Linked DNA regions of Mus musculus: region 1 is linked to region 2. A link is a contact called in public ChIA-PET data. All regions are on one chromosome and are shown on one strand. Each heading gives the region's core, a stretch centred on a gene start, on an enhancer-like site or on the middle of the called end of the contact. The rest is flanking DNA. Distances are from core to core; before and after follow the strand shown.

The links. ChIA-PET counts read pairs in DNA pulled down with a chosen protein or histone mark.
Region 1: an SMC1A ChIA-PET map of the G1E-ER4 cell line shows a contact between it and region 2, with 5 read pairs. The contact joins two enhancer-like sites. A contact is called at or near these places in 1 of 15 datasets of contacts at CTCF or cohesin (the G1E-ER4 cell line), 4 of 484 Hi-C or Micro-C datasets (B cells, the CH12 cell line, bone marrow-derived macrophages and 1 more) and 4 of 115 datasets of contacts at active chromatin or transcription factors (acute myeloid leukemia, bone marrow-derived macrophages, fetal liver and 1 more).

Annotation. Positions count from the first base shown.
Region 1 is chr6:38,890,026-38,896,548 of GRCm38.p6, reverse strand. It overlaps a transcript of Tbxas1 not described here. Among named protein-coding and RNA genes, the nearest start is that of Hipk2, 17 kb to the right of the region's middle. Within about 2 kb of position 4,093, at least 19 of the 459 cell types and tissues checked have an H3K27ac peak or open chromatin away from gene starts, as enhancers often do. A contact at or near this core is called in the G1E-ER4 cell line, where this site is marked.
Region 2 is chr6:38,759,865-38,766,157 of GRCm38.p6, reverse strand. The region is part of intron 2 of Hipk2 (homeodomain interacting protein kinase 2); the gene reads left to right. The region is part of intron 2 of 4930502C15Rik (a long non-coding RNA gene); the gene reads right to left. Among named protein-coding and RNA genes, the nearest start is that of 4930502C15Rik, 25 kb to the right of the region's middle. Within about 2 kb of position 3,182, at least 13 of the 459 cell types and tissues checked have an H3K27ac peak or open chromatin away from gene starts, as enhancers often do. A contact at or near this core is called in the G1E-ER4 cell line, where this site is marked.

The DNA of each region.
Region 1 (6,523 bases), core at 2,844-5,343, 130 kb before region 2:
AGATACTAAAACCTGAAGACATCAGAGTCCCTTGTGTAAGATGGTGTAGGGTTTGCTCCCCGTGCACCTTTTGTGTCTACTTAAAATCATCTGTACTTCCCATACCCAACACCATGCAAATCTAAGTAAAGAGCCCTTAGATGATGCTACACTGTTTAGAAAATAATGACAAAAAAAGTTGGACAAATTTAGTATGGATGCCATTTGTAAGGAATGGTTTTGATTGAATTCATAGCTGAATTAATAGATTTGGAAGCTGTGACTACGGGGTGGGGGCGGTAAAGAACAAACAGTTTGGATATAGTCACAGGGGAGGCGTATCCTTGGTCAGTTATCTTAAGCACAGTGGTTCAAAGTTGAAAACAACACTTTGAATTGGGCTCCATTACTAACTGAGCTGATTGCCTCTGACTACAAATACTCATCTCATTCTAGGTAATATGGCTTGTCCTCAAAGTATCTATTAAGGGCCGGGTGATAGTAGCCCATGTCTTTAGTCCCAACACTTGAGAGGCAGAGGCAGAGAGGTAGAGGCAGAGAGGCAGAGGCAGAGAGAGGGGAAGGCAGAGGCAGAAAGAGGGGAAGGCGGAGGCAGAAATCTCTGTGAATTTGAGACCGGTGTGGTCTACAATGAGAGTTCCAGGAAAGCCAGGGCTTCATAGAGACCTTGTCTCAAAAACAAGAACAAAAGCAAAAGTAAAAAAAACCCTCCCTCCAAAAACCAGCCAAGCAAAACAACCAAAAACCTAACAACAATGACAAAAAGAATATAAAAACGAAGTTTGGGGCTGGGGATATAGCTCAGTTAGGAGAGTGCTTGCCCAGTATGCATAAAGTCCTGGGTTCGATCCCTTGTACTGCATAGTTTAAACATAGAGGAACATGACTGTAATCTGTAAATAATTACATGATTACAACTAGTAAGTAAAGCCAGAAGTGTTAGAAGTTTGAAGTCACCCTCAGATCCATATAGTTAAGTTCAAGTCTTAGAGAAAATGTGGGGCTGGGGCTAAGTCCCCATTAGTGAAGGGCTTGTTGGGTGAGCCTGCAGACCTAAGTTTGATTCCGGGCACCCGCATGACTGAGGGAGACATCTGGCATTGACCTCTCACCTCCACACAGCCACACCCACGTACACTCAGATCCCAGTCCTCCTGATAGAAAGATTCCACAATTTTATTATCATGGAATTTCTTCCTATTAAAATGTGTGTGCTAAATGCTGAGGTTTTCTTTAACATCAGAATTTGGAAGGACCTGCAGCATGAGAATGTATCTTTCTATATTTTCTGCCCTTATTCAGTTGGTTGATTTTAAACCCCTAGATATTGTATCAACACTATACTAAGTAGCAAATTTAAGTGTGTACAAATAGTAGCCACAATCTATAGAAATGCAGGTTGCATGAAGACATAACATATTTTAGTTTGGGGTTGTCTTGCTTTGTTTTGGAACAGGGCCAACTCTGACCTATAAAAGCTGCTTCTTCTTCTTCTTCTTCTTCTTCTTCTTCTTCTTCTTCTTCTTCTTCTTCTTCTTCTTCTTCCTCCTCCTCCTCCTCCTCCTCCTCCTCCTCCTCCTCCTCCTCCTCCTTCTTTTTCTTCTTCTTCTTCTTCTTCTTCTGAGTATGAATGAGCCTTGTTCTGCCTAGGACTCGCCATGGTTACTCACAGTAATTTTCTTGCTTCCATCTTTTAACTGCTGGGATTATAAGCGTGGGCCAATACAACAGGTTCAAATAGGACATCTTTATCCCTGAGTTCATTGGGGGTTTCAGTCAAAATCTTCAGATTAGTAGCAGACTTTTTTTTTCAGGAAAATGAGCAGAAAACACAAATAATTCTCATACAGCTCTTTGTGTCCCTCTCCCCGACCTCATGCAGATTTTTACCCTGCCATTAACATCTTGTATTAATGTGGTACATTTGTTACAACTGATGAACCAATACTGACAGTGTACTACTCCATTGTTTACATTAGGGCTCATTCTTCCTGTTACATGTTTGTTCTGGAGTTTTGACGAATGTACAGTGATGGATCTATTACAGTAAACAAGAAGAACAGTTTTATTGGGCTAAAAGTCCTCTGTGTCCCACCTCTTTGTCCCTCTCTCGTCCCCAGGCATCCTTGACAATTGAGGACTAGTCTGGTGTTTCTATATCCTTGGCTGTCTTCAAACATCCCAGCTAGGAGGATCCAGTAGCATGGCTTTTCACAATGGCTTCTTTCTCTTGGTTGCAGCACTCATGGGTGGTCTCCTTCTGTGACTAGCTTGCTATTTCACTTGTTTTTGTCCCTGGATGCTATAAGATGGTTTGGATAAATCGTTATTCCTTTGTACAGTTATTTTTAAACCACTACCTTTGTCTAGTCTGTGATCTGCCATCATAGAACTTTGGGCATCTTCTATCTCTCATTTTTTTCCTTTAGATTTTTTAAAAAATGTATTATGTATACAGGCTTCTGCAGGCATGTATGCCTTCAGGCCAGAGGAGGGTACCAGATCTGATTATAGATGGTTATGAGCCACCATGTTGTTGCTGGGAATTGAACTCAGGACCCCTGGAAGAGCAGCCAGTGCTCTTAACCTCTGAGCCATCTCTCCAGCCCTCATCACCTCACTTTTTGAGAAAAAGTCTCTTACTGAACTGGACCTTTTGGCTAGACTGGCTGGCTAAAGCTCTTGAGACACGCTTATTTCTGCCCAGCCACTCCCACCCTAATGCTAGAGTTACAGGAACTTGTGACCAGTGCCCACTTTTCTGTGGAATTTACCCTCTGGTGCTCTTACTCTCACAAGACTCCTACCCTCTGACCCATCTCCGCAGACTGTTTATTTATTTTATTGAAACAGGGTCTCATGTAGCCTAGACTAGCCTCAAATTAACTACGTAGCTGAGGGTGGCTTTGAACTCTTGACTCTTCTGTCTCCACTTTCCAAGTGCTAGAATTAGAGATAGGGATCACTATATCTGTTTGTTTGCTTATTTTTTATTAACAAGGAACCCAACACAGATTCTGGGCCACATTCCATAAGAACTGGATTAATAGCCAGAGTCTTTAACCTCCTAGACTTGAAGAGGAAACACAGAAAAGTAAATGGCCAGGAGCAAAAAGGCTGTGGCTGAAGCCCGTAACTCTTTGACCTCCTAGGGGTTGGCTTTTGGAAGAATCTCTGCGTATTGGTCATGGGGAGGATCCAGGTCTCAGCCCTGTGGTCTAGGGGATTCTATTCTCTGACTTATCAAGAGTTATCAGGATCTAACAAGTTCATTCCAACCAAGTTATAGATTCACATTGATTATTTCCTTCCTCAAAATCAGAGTGTCTATATAGTAACAATATACAGAAAGAGAGAGAGAGAGAGAGAGAGAGAGAGAGAGAGAGAGAGAGAGAGAGAGAGATTGATTCTAGGGCCCAGATATTTAGGTGTAGAATACTTAGTAACCTTTGATATACCAGCTGCTACCATAGTAAATATTGAAGGATTAACTTGCTGTATGTGGAATCAGAGTCTGTGTACTATATCCTGATTCATTCAGGTACCCTGTTCCAACTTGAGAAAAAATTATCTTCCTAGTGGAACACATGTTAGGGTGTATACACACACACACACACACACACACACACACACACACACACACACACAAAGAGCTACATTGTTTCTTCCTTACTTCTGTTTGCTACATTTCACAGGGCCCAACACCTGCTTACATGAGCCATTATAAAATGTTTCTTTGTTTTGATATTTTTAAATCAAGTATTTTGGTTTCTTTTTAATTTGTTTTGTGTGTGTGTGTGTGTGTGTGTTGTGTGTGTGTTTGAGACAGAATACTCCCTATGTAGTCCCAGCTAGCCTGGAACTTCATATGTACATCAGGCTGTCTTCAAACTTACAGAGATTCACCTGCCTTTTGAGTGTGGGGATGAAAGTAGCCCTTCACTATAACCCATTTATAATCACACATATTAAAAAGGCCAAAGTAAGTATGAGTAAGTAGAAGTGAAACAAAAGCCAGAACTCAAAGATGTACAAAGAAAGGTTCCAAGTGTCACATCTCTGCCGACATCTCCACCCTGCCTGTAAATGGCTCGATAGTCAGAGTGTGGGGTGTCAGTCTCCTCAGCTTTCCACAGGGCTTGTGGGAAGACACAAAACACCACTGGGAAGTCTCACATTTCTTTTATAAATATCATATGATACATATTACTGTGAAACTTACTTCATCACTAATATATCATGGACACTTCCCCTTGGTCAACAGAGATAGTGCAAACTCCTTATTTTTAGAAGCCATATCATATTTGATCATTCCTCAGCCGCCTTTGTGGTTAGATGGAGTCACAGCACTGAGTGTTGCCCAAGTAGTGTGGACAGAAGATAGGACACCACTCCTAGACCTGGCCCACGGATTCTACCCATGGAAGGGGGTTCTTTTTTTTCTCCTGTCTGCCAGCTGGAAATGATGCACTGTAAGACTCACCTACATGGGTCTACTGTAGAAACCAGAAACTTCCTTGTGCTTGATGTTTGTATAATCCAGATCATATGTCAGTCAACGGTGTAGTAGCCTCTCACACAATCTCAAAGGATCCATTAATTCATATAAATGTAATCTGGAGTGCAGCTACTTCTCTATGAGATTAAATACATAAGCACAAGAAAGAAGAGTGGCCTGACATTCAGACATCTTACTCATTACACTAGAACATAGTTTAGTCAAAGTGAACTCTAATTTCCTTTGCTCAAGAGTTGAGGGCCCATTTTCTCTGTGAGTGCCACTTCGTGTTCTTTCTTCCTGTTGTTCTCATAAGAGTACAAACTTTCTAAACAATTATTCCAGTTTTGAGGGCTTTTTATTTGTTTGTAGGTTGTGTTGGGTTTTTCCTCCTTTTGATTTTGAGACAGATTCTCACTCTATATAGGCTGGTTTGTAACTCAGCCTATATGTGTAATTCAGAGGGCCTTGAAGTCATGACTCCTGTCTCAGCTTCCTGGATTCTAGCATTAGACATGAGACCTGGCTTGTTGCTTATTGCTTGTTTCTTTTGCTTTTGCCTTAAAGGTGTGGTGAAGGACAAATGAAAAGATGTTGGAGAAGTGAAAGGGAAGGAGCAGGACTTCAAAAACCATCTCTGTGGTGTGGATGCTTCTGTCTTAAACCTAAACGAGCCTCGTTCCCCCTCCATGTGTTTCAAACTAAAGCTCCATCAGCTTCATGGCCGAGACAAACCCAAGATCCTGATGAAACGATGTGGGGTAGAATTGTGGTCACGAGTTTGAGGGGCAAAAGGGAACAGTCACAGAGAGGTGTACGTGGTGGAAATACAGAAGCACAAAGAGACATTAGCATTTGTCCATGGGCCCACCCAACAGAGCTGCTCAGATCCACTGCCACCATTAGGATCAGTAAGACTTGATGGAGAAACAGACCCAGCCCTAAAGATGTTCTAAGGAAAAACACAATTTAGGATACAAACACTTGAGGATGTACAAAAGAGACCATCAAATCATACCCACTGGGCCATGTACTTCCTTGGTTCATCAAGCACATGGGAACTATAGGCATTTTTGTGATTTCTCAAACTATTACAAAAGCCCTGAAGGTAGAGTGTTCATAGCCCCCTCCTCAGAGACGAACTTACTACCATTAGTTTACTACATAGACATAGTATCAAACTGCCATCTAAATCCATATCTCTAAAGCCATAGATTAGCACTGCCCTCAGACCTCATCAGAGAAGTCTCTCTCTCTCTCTCTCTCTCTCTCTCTCTCTCAATTCTATTTATATGAATATACTGTAGCTGTCTTCGGACACACACCAGAAGAGTGAATCGGATCCCATTACAGATGGCTGTGAGCCACCATGTGGATGCTGGGAATTGAACTCAGGACCTCTGGAAGAGCAGTCAGTGCTCTTAACCACTGAGCCATCATCTCTCCAGCCCAAGAAGTTTCTTTGTGCTGCTGATGGCAATTAACACAGTAACGCACCACTGATCCAAGTACAGAGAATAAGTGTCAGTGGTGCTCAGCAGCAAACAGAACATCTTTATGACCACTAACAACCATTAAGGCTCAAGGACTGTTACAGAGGAGGAAGGTGGAAGGGCTGTAAGAACCACAAAGTAAGGGGGACCAGAGCTAAACAGGATCTTGAGATATAATAGGGCCACTCATAGCAGCTGCACAGGACAGAGACAGTTAACATTCTAGCATGAGGGAGGGGGACTAACAAGGTCCAATCCCTAACTATTGAACTGGTGATTTCTGGGTAAGTTGGGAGTGGTTGCTGTTTTGTTTTGTTTTGTTTTGTTTTGTTTTGTTTTTCTTCTTCTTTTTTTAAGGCTATGGCCCGTGACAGATTGAGCATCCTCCAGCGGATGGCCCTGTATCCGTGAGCATATGGGTAGTACAAATAGGATTTGGTGGGGAGGGAAGCAGAGTTGGGAGTGGTCAGGGAGGTGGAATGGATGTGGGAGAAGTTAGGGTAAATGTGATCAAAATACATTGTATAAATTT
Region 2 (6,293 bases), core at 1,933-4,432:
ATGGCACCCCAGCTCTCTGCTCTTTCTGGATTTTCAGTATTTCTTGATGATATCTGCCCCACCTGGAAGTAAGCCTGGATGACTTCATAAATATGGAAAGCAGAGACAATGAGACCAGGTGACAGGCTCCAAACACGCAGGGGGTCACATCAAAGCCATTCTAAGTGCATGAACACACCCAGAGATTTGCTTGTAATCATATTTAACTTGAAGAGTCACATTTGTATCACAGAAACTTTCATGTGTAGCTTGTGCAGTTAGGCCTGTAGGAGTGTGAGCCTGTCTGGAGTGCAATTAAAATCATTCTTGGTTTCTGTGACTTTGTCATCTGGCCAACTCAGCTACATAGGCACTGCTCCTGCAAAAAAAATCCCAGAGGTGCAGCAGGTGTATTCCCTACCCCTACCTCCCTACCCCTACCACCCTTAGAAAGAGAAACAAACTTCCCTTGTCCCATGTGTAATGTGTCATAAAACAGATCTCATCGGACAGAGCAGGCAATCTCGGGCTGGTTCTGAAGCACTGAAGATCGTGTCCTTGGTCACTTGTCATCTGGGCTTTTCAGTGGCCTGTCTTTACAAAGAGGCCACTCACTGCTTCTGTAGTCTGCTGGTCAGACTGCTCTGTGTGCTGGTACAGGAGGCTTGCGCTTGCTCTGCCTCATCAAGTCTCCGTGGTACAGCTTTAGGAAGCCTCAGCTCTGTGTTTTCCAGCAGTGCTTACTCCTTCCTGCTTGGAGAAGATGCCCTGGGGCCTTTTTTCCTAAGTGTGGAAACAAATAGAAGCTGTTGTCCACCCAGGACTGTGGTGCTAATAACCAAGATAGTTTCCACCCTGGTATCACTTGCCTTTGCACTGCCCTGGCCCCCACGCCCTTCCTTGTCCTCTTAAACATTCTTTTTGTTTCCCCACCTCTACCTTTGCTTAGGCTACTTTCTCACCAGCAGCTCTGTTCTCTTTCAGCACTGAAGTCTGCCTACCTAATCCTGACCCCTTAAGTTCTGTGTTCTCTCTAGTCAGTGGCAGCATTCCCTGGTGGCCTCTGGAGTGTAAGCACCACAGGAACAAAGACTTTCTTGTGGATGCCCAAATACTAAGTGCCTAGTGCCTAGTGGATGTTTGGTAATTGCTTATTGAGTGGAAAAAGAGATCACTCCTTCTGGCCTTCCTCCATGTATCACTTGCTATGTGCACTCCAATTGCAAAAATCCATGAAAACAGAAACCATTGCTTAGTACCACCTCTAACAGAGAGTCTCAAATGTACTGGAAGCTCAGTAGATATGGGCAGTTGAGGTTACCACAATGCTCACTGTGCTTAGGGGAACAGGGTAACTCATTCTGTCCTTGCTCCCACTCTTATAGAAAACTACCCTTGAGTGACTTGTAAGCAACCCAAGGTCTTCTCTTTTCTTTTCCCCGTTGAGCTCTCGGCCACTTGGACATGGTTTTCTTAAGAGCATGATATATATGTTAGCCACATTCTCCTTCCAGAGTTTTGTAAAAGCTACAGAGGATTGTTCACATCAGTTATCCAGTGGCTGGCTAGTTAATTCCCGAGTAAGCTACTCTAAGAACTGATTATAATTCTTTATCAAATACATAACTGGGAGAAGGCCAGAAAAGAATTATTCTGTCTTGTAGGAGGGAAGAATCCAGCAGATAGTCACAGAGCTGTGGCACCAGAGCCTTTCTTTCTTCTGTTATTGTAAATTATTGTTGTAGTAGAAAGCCAGATTGTCGCAAGATGGAACATCATACTTCCTCTCAGCAGAGGCCTTACATAAGAAAACCTTCATGAATAAACGTTGCTATTAAAATGCATGCTACTTAATGTAAAGTGCAGTAGTTGTTTTACATACTTTCTAAATTTTAAATGGCCTCTTGCCTCTGGGCAGCTTTTTGTCTAGTCAAAGAAAAATAATTTTGAAAGTACAGGGCATGGTGGCACATATCTAATCCCAGAACTCATGAGGCTAAAGCAAGAAGATCAAGAATTTAAAGACTGCCTGAAGTATATAGCAGAGTTCTAGGTCAGCCTAGCTACAGGGGTGGAGGGGAGGGGAGATAGCAGCTATGGGGTGCAGGTGGGGGGTAGCAAAGAAAACTAATTTTGTAACTCTCTAAAGTGCCAATCAAAAATAAAAACTTTTATTTTTAGACATTTTACTTGTCTCCCTACATCTAGTCTCTCTCCTATCCATCTGAGAATTCAAGTGCCAGTAGAGCCAGATGGTGCCGCTGTAAGCTGATGCAGCTACAGCAAGTGGCACACAGGGGTCTATGAAAGGGCAGCACCACCATCCTCAGATCATCATTGCTGTCAATAAATATGGGCCCTAGAATTGCCTGAGCTTTTAATTTTCATGAGAAGCTGGAAGTCCCTACCCTTAGGTAGTACCACCTGAGTTCTCAATGCTAAAAAGTTTAGATTCTTTACTCTGAGCACTCAGGAGGCAGAGGCAGGCAGATCTCTGTGAGTTCAAGGTAGCCTGCTCTACAGGTAAGTTCTAGACAAGCCAGGGCTGTACAGAGAAACACTATCTAAAAAAATAAAATAAGTCGAATTAAATCTTGAATATGGTCAAAATATGTACATGTATGGAAATGCCACAATGAAACCCATTATTATATGTAACTAGTATATGCTAATACTTTTCTCATTAAAAAATATAAATAGTTTAAGTTTTATGCAGGTCAATTTGTTAATATCTCTGTTGGCTCCTTCCTGTAGGATAGCAAGTTGCAGCCTTCTTCCTACAAGTTTGGTCCTGCCAGCTTTAAAGTGTTTGGAAAGCCTCTAGCATCATTGTTCTCCTTAGGAGAAGATATTTAAGTAAGTCCAGTCAGAATAGGGACTGAGTGGAGCACAGCACATGTGTCCAGGCTGTTCCATTGAAGCTGACCAGAGAGTAATCTAGAGTTGCTTTTGTACAGGGTCTGCTCTCCTAGGAGCATAGCATTCCTTCACATGGACATGAGCCATAACTGTGGGACAAATTGCCTTAAAACTTAGTGGCTTGTGCACTAAGTGGTTATCATCTCAGTTTCTGGGGGTCAGTAACTTGAGAGCAACTTGGCTCAGATAGTCCTGGCCCAGTCTTGGGAGACTGTACTCACTGAGCCCTTAGCTAGGGCTATAAACACTTGACACTTGCGGGAGTCTAAGGAGGCTCACTCTTGTGACTGGCAAGCTGGCGCTGCCTGCTAGCAGGCACTCATTATCCTCTCAATATGGCCACTGCTTGCTCCAATAGCAGGTGATTCAAAACTCAACAGGCTAGAAGCCAGTGCCTTTTTACGACTAATCTCACAAGTCACACATCATTATTTCTGTGATATCTTATCGATTCCACACATTTACCCCACTTGATATAATGGAACACCAGATAAGGGGATGTAGACTATCACAGGCCATCTCAGAGGCTGCCTGTCACCACTGTGTTCCCAGAAGTCCCTCCGTAAAACCTTTATAAACACAATCCAACACTAAAAGGGGTTTTCCAAAGAGACCTAAGAGAATAACACACACATCACAGTGATTTGTGTTTCATTTACTAACGTTTCTGGGACCACCCGCTGATGTTAAATCCCCTGAATGTATAGCTCATTCCCACAAATGCCTTCTCTGGAACATTCTAAAGTACTTTTTTTTTTTTAAATTAAAATCCTGCTCATACCATCACTTAGAGCACTGGTTCTCAACCTTCCTAATGCTGTGACCCTTTAATATAGTTCTTCATGTTGTAGTAACCCAAACCATAAAATTATTTTGTTGCTACTTTCAAAACTGTAATTTTGCTACGGTTATGAATTATAATATAAATATTTGATGTGCAAGTCCTGTGGAATGGTGATTTGGCCATCAAAAGGTCTCGACCCACAGGTTGAGAACCACTGCTTTAGCGTGACAGCTTGGGGTCTACCCTCTGCTCCCAGATGGAGTGCTAATTAGCTCACCCCTGTCTGTTCTATGGGGGTGTTCCTCGACTATTCTTTGTTAGCGTGCAGCCAGCAGAGCAAGCGGAACGACCAGTTTGGGAGCTGTAATCCAAAGTCTCCTACACAAAGCTTCAGTGCCATCTTATGTGAGTTAGATGAAGGAGTAGGGTTCCCCCAGGGTCTGCCATGGCATCCATTTCTGGTACTCCCTTTCTGATCCACCCACCAACTCAAAGAACATGGCAAGTGGGTGTTGCTGATGCTCTCAAACACCTACACCTCAGGCCCCATGCTGCTATAGCCTCTTTCAAGACCACCTTTTGTATCCTTAAACAAGGTTTGGCTTGAACGAAACTGTTAAGGGGAAGAAAAGGTATCCCAATATGGTTTCCCCCAGGAAAACCCACAACTGATACCTAGTTCTTGTTTGTTCAATAAACAAAACCAAAAGTTGATGATTGAAGGTCACCATTAGCAACATGTATGGATTCTGTAACATTTGTATATGTAACTGAGAGGGAACATTGTATGGGCCCACCCTGGCAGTGGCCACCAAGTCCCAGTGTTAGTAAATGGAAATGAAATATATAATTAAGGAGGCCATGGTGGCGAGCATTCTGTAGCGGAGATGGGGATGGGGTGGGGGGTGGTATAATTATAGAATTGAAATCTGAGACTGCAGTGTGTAAGGGACCGTTCTAGGGGAGAGGCTGTGTGATAGATGGTCTGCATTGTTCTCCTTCTGACCTTCTCCTGAACTTCCCTTTAGAAGAACAGAGGAAATACAATTCTGCCATTTCCCACATTGTTTCTGAGTAATACTTTAAGATGCCCACCCTTAGCATTTTTTATCTTCCACTGGGGTTTACTTTCTCTCCAATGCTTTGCTGTTTCCCATAGAAAAATCTAATCACTAATGATTCTGTCCTTGTGTTAATGCACAATACTGAGGCTACACAAATATTTGCCCATATTGAACACAATGCCTACAGGGAAAGGAAAACTCCCAGTGTCATCCATTCACTCTGCCAAGCAGAACAGTCAGGGAATAGCATACAGTGATGATGCCAAACCCAGGAGGAGGGGGCAGCCCCAAACCTGGAACCAAACAATAGGGTCTTTTGAAGCAGATGAGAAGGAGCGATGGGGACTTAGATCAGAGACAGTGCTACAAGCCTGGAGGATAGTGACCAGTGTGAGGACTGTGCCCAAAGGAAGAGATCGATCGTAAGGGCTCCAAAGCTCACCACAGAAACCCTTTCTACCTATAGTACAAATGGACTTAGGAACAGGAAACTCTCCAAGGCCAAAAATGGGTTCTCACAACGACTTGAAACTCTTATCTTTAAAAAATGAGGGATATTTAAGACCCCATTTTCCTCAATCTGTACTTGCATAAAATATTCTTAGAGTAATATGGAGGCCATCTGGAGCCAAACCCTCTTTTCCCCTAGAGAGGGGCTTGTTAACTTCTCTCACAGCTAAATTTGCATATGTTCTAACCTTTGGCTTATGGCTTTGTAAAAATTGTAAGATGGCTACTGGCATGGTGGGAGGACATTGGGCACACACACCCATTGAGCAAACTGTAAATCAACCCATTTTCTGTTTCCTACTTTCTTCAGAGTCCAGGGAAACTTAATGTGTCTGAGTGCCTCCTAACAGCGCTGGTCCTGAGTTGGGTTTCTGTTGCTTGACATGATGATCTCCAGTTCCGTCCATTTTCCTACAGTGACATAATTTCATTGCTTCCGACTGAGTAAACATCCATTGTGTATGTGCACCAGGGCTTCTTCATGCGTGTGTTTGCTGAGAGAGCACTTAGGTTAATCAACCACGAACACTTCTGTGGGATTTTTATCCAAGCCAAATTTCTAACAAGGCAAGGTTTTACTTAGCTTCAGAATCAACTCTCAGTCGAATCCTTGGAGGATTAGGGGGTTGTTATTTTTCTTTCTCTTTTTGTCAGTTGTTGAGGCTAAATGAAAAAGAACTACACAGTCCTGGGTTAGAGCTTTTCAACTGCAGCCTCTGAGTTTGGCTCCTTTTGTCAGTTGGTACTAAGTACCTGCTGTGCACAGTGCTAATCCCAGCAGAACATTGCCAGGACTTCCTTAGGAAACCAGTGTGGGTTCTGTCTCCCTCAGGAATTTCTGGTCTCTTGGGAGTCCAAAACAGGCCTGAATACATGCATGCAGACACTTCCTTCTATTCTCAGGAGACAGGTGACAGGCCACCACTTGCTGGTGCAGATGCTATTGCAAACTCTTATTCTTTGGTAGCAAGAAAACTGAGTTCCTCATACTAGGATTTTGGCCATTCCTTCAAATCTATCAAATTGCCTGGAAAAGT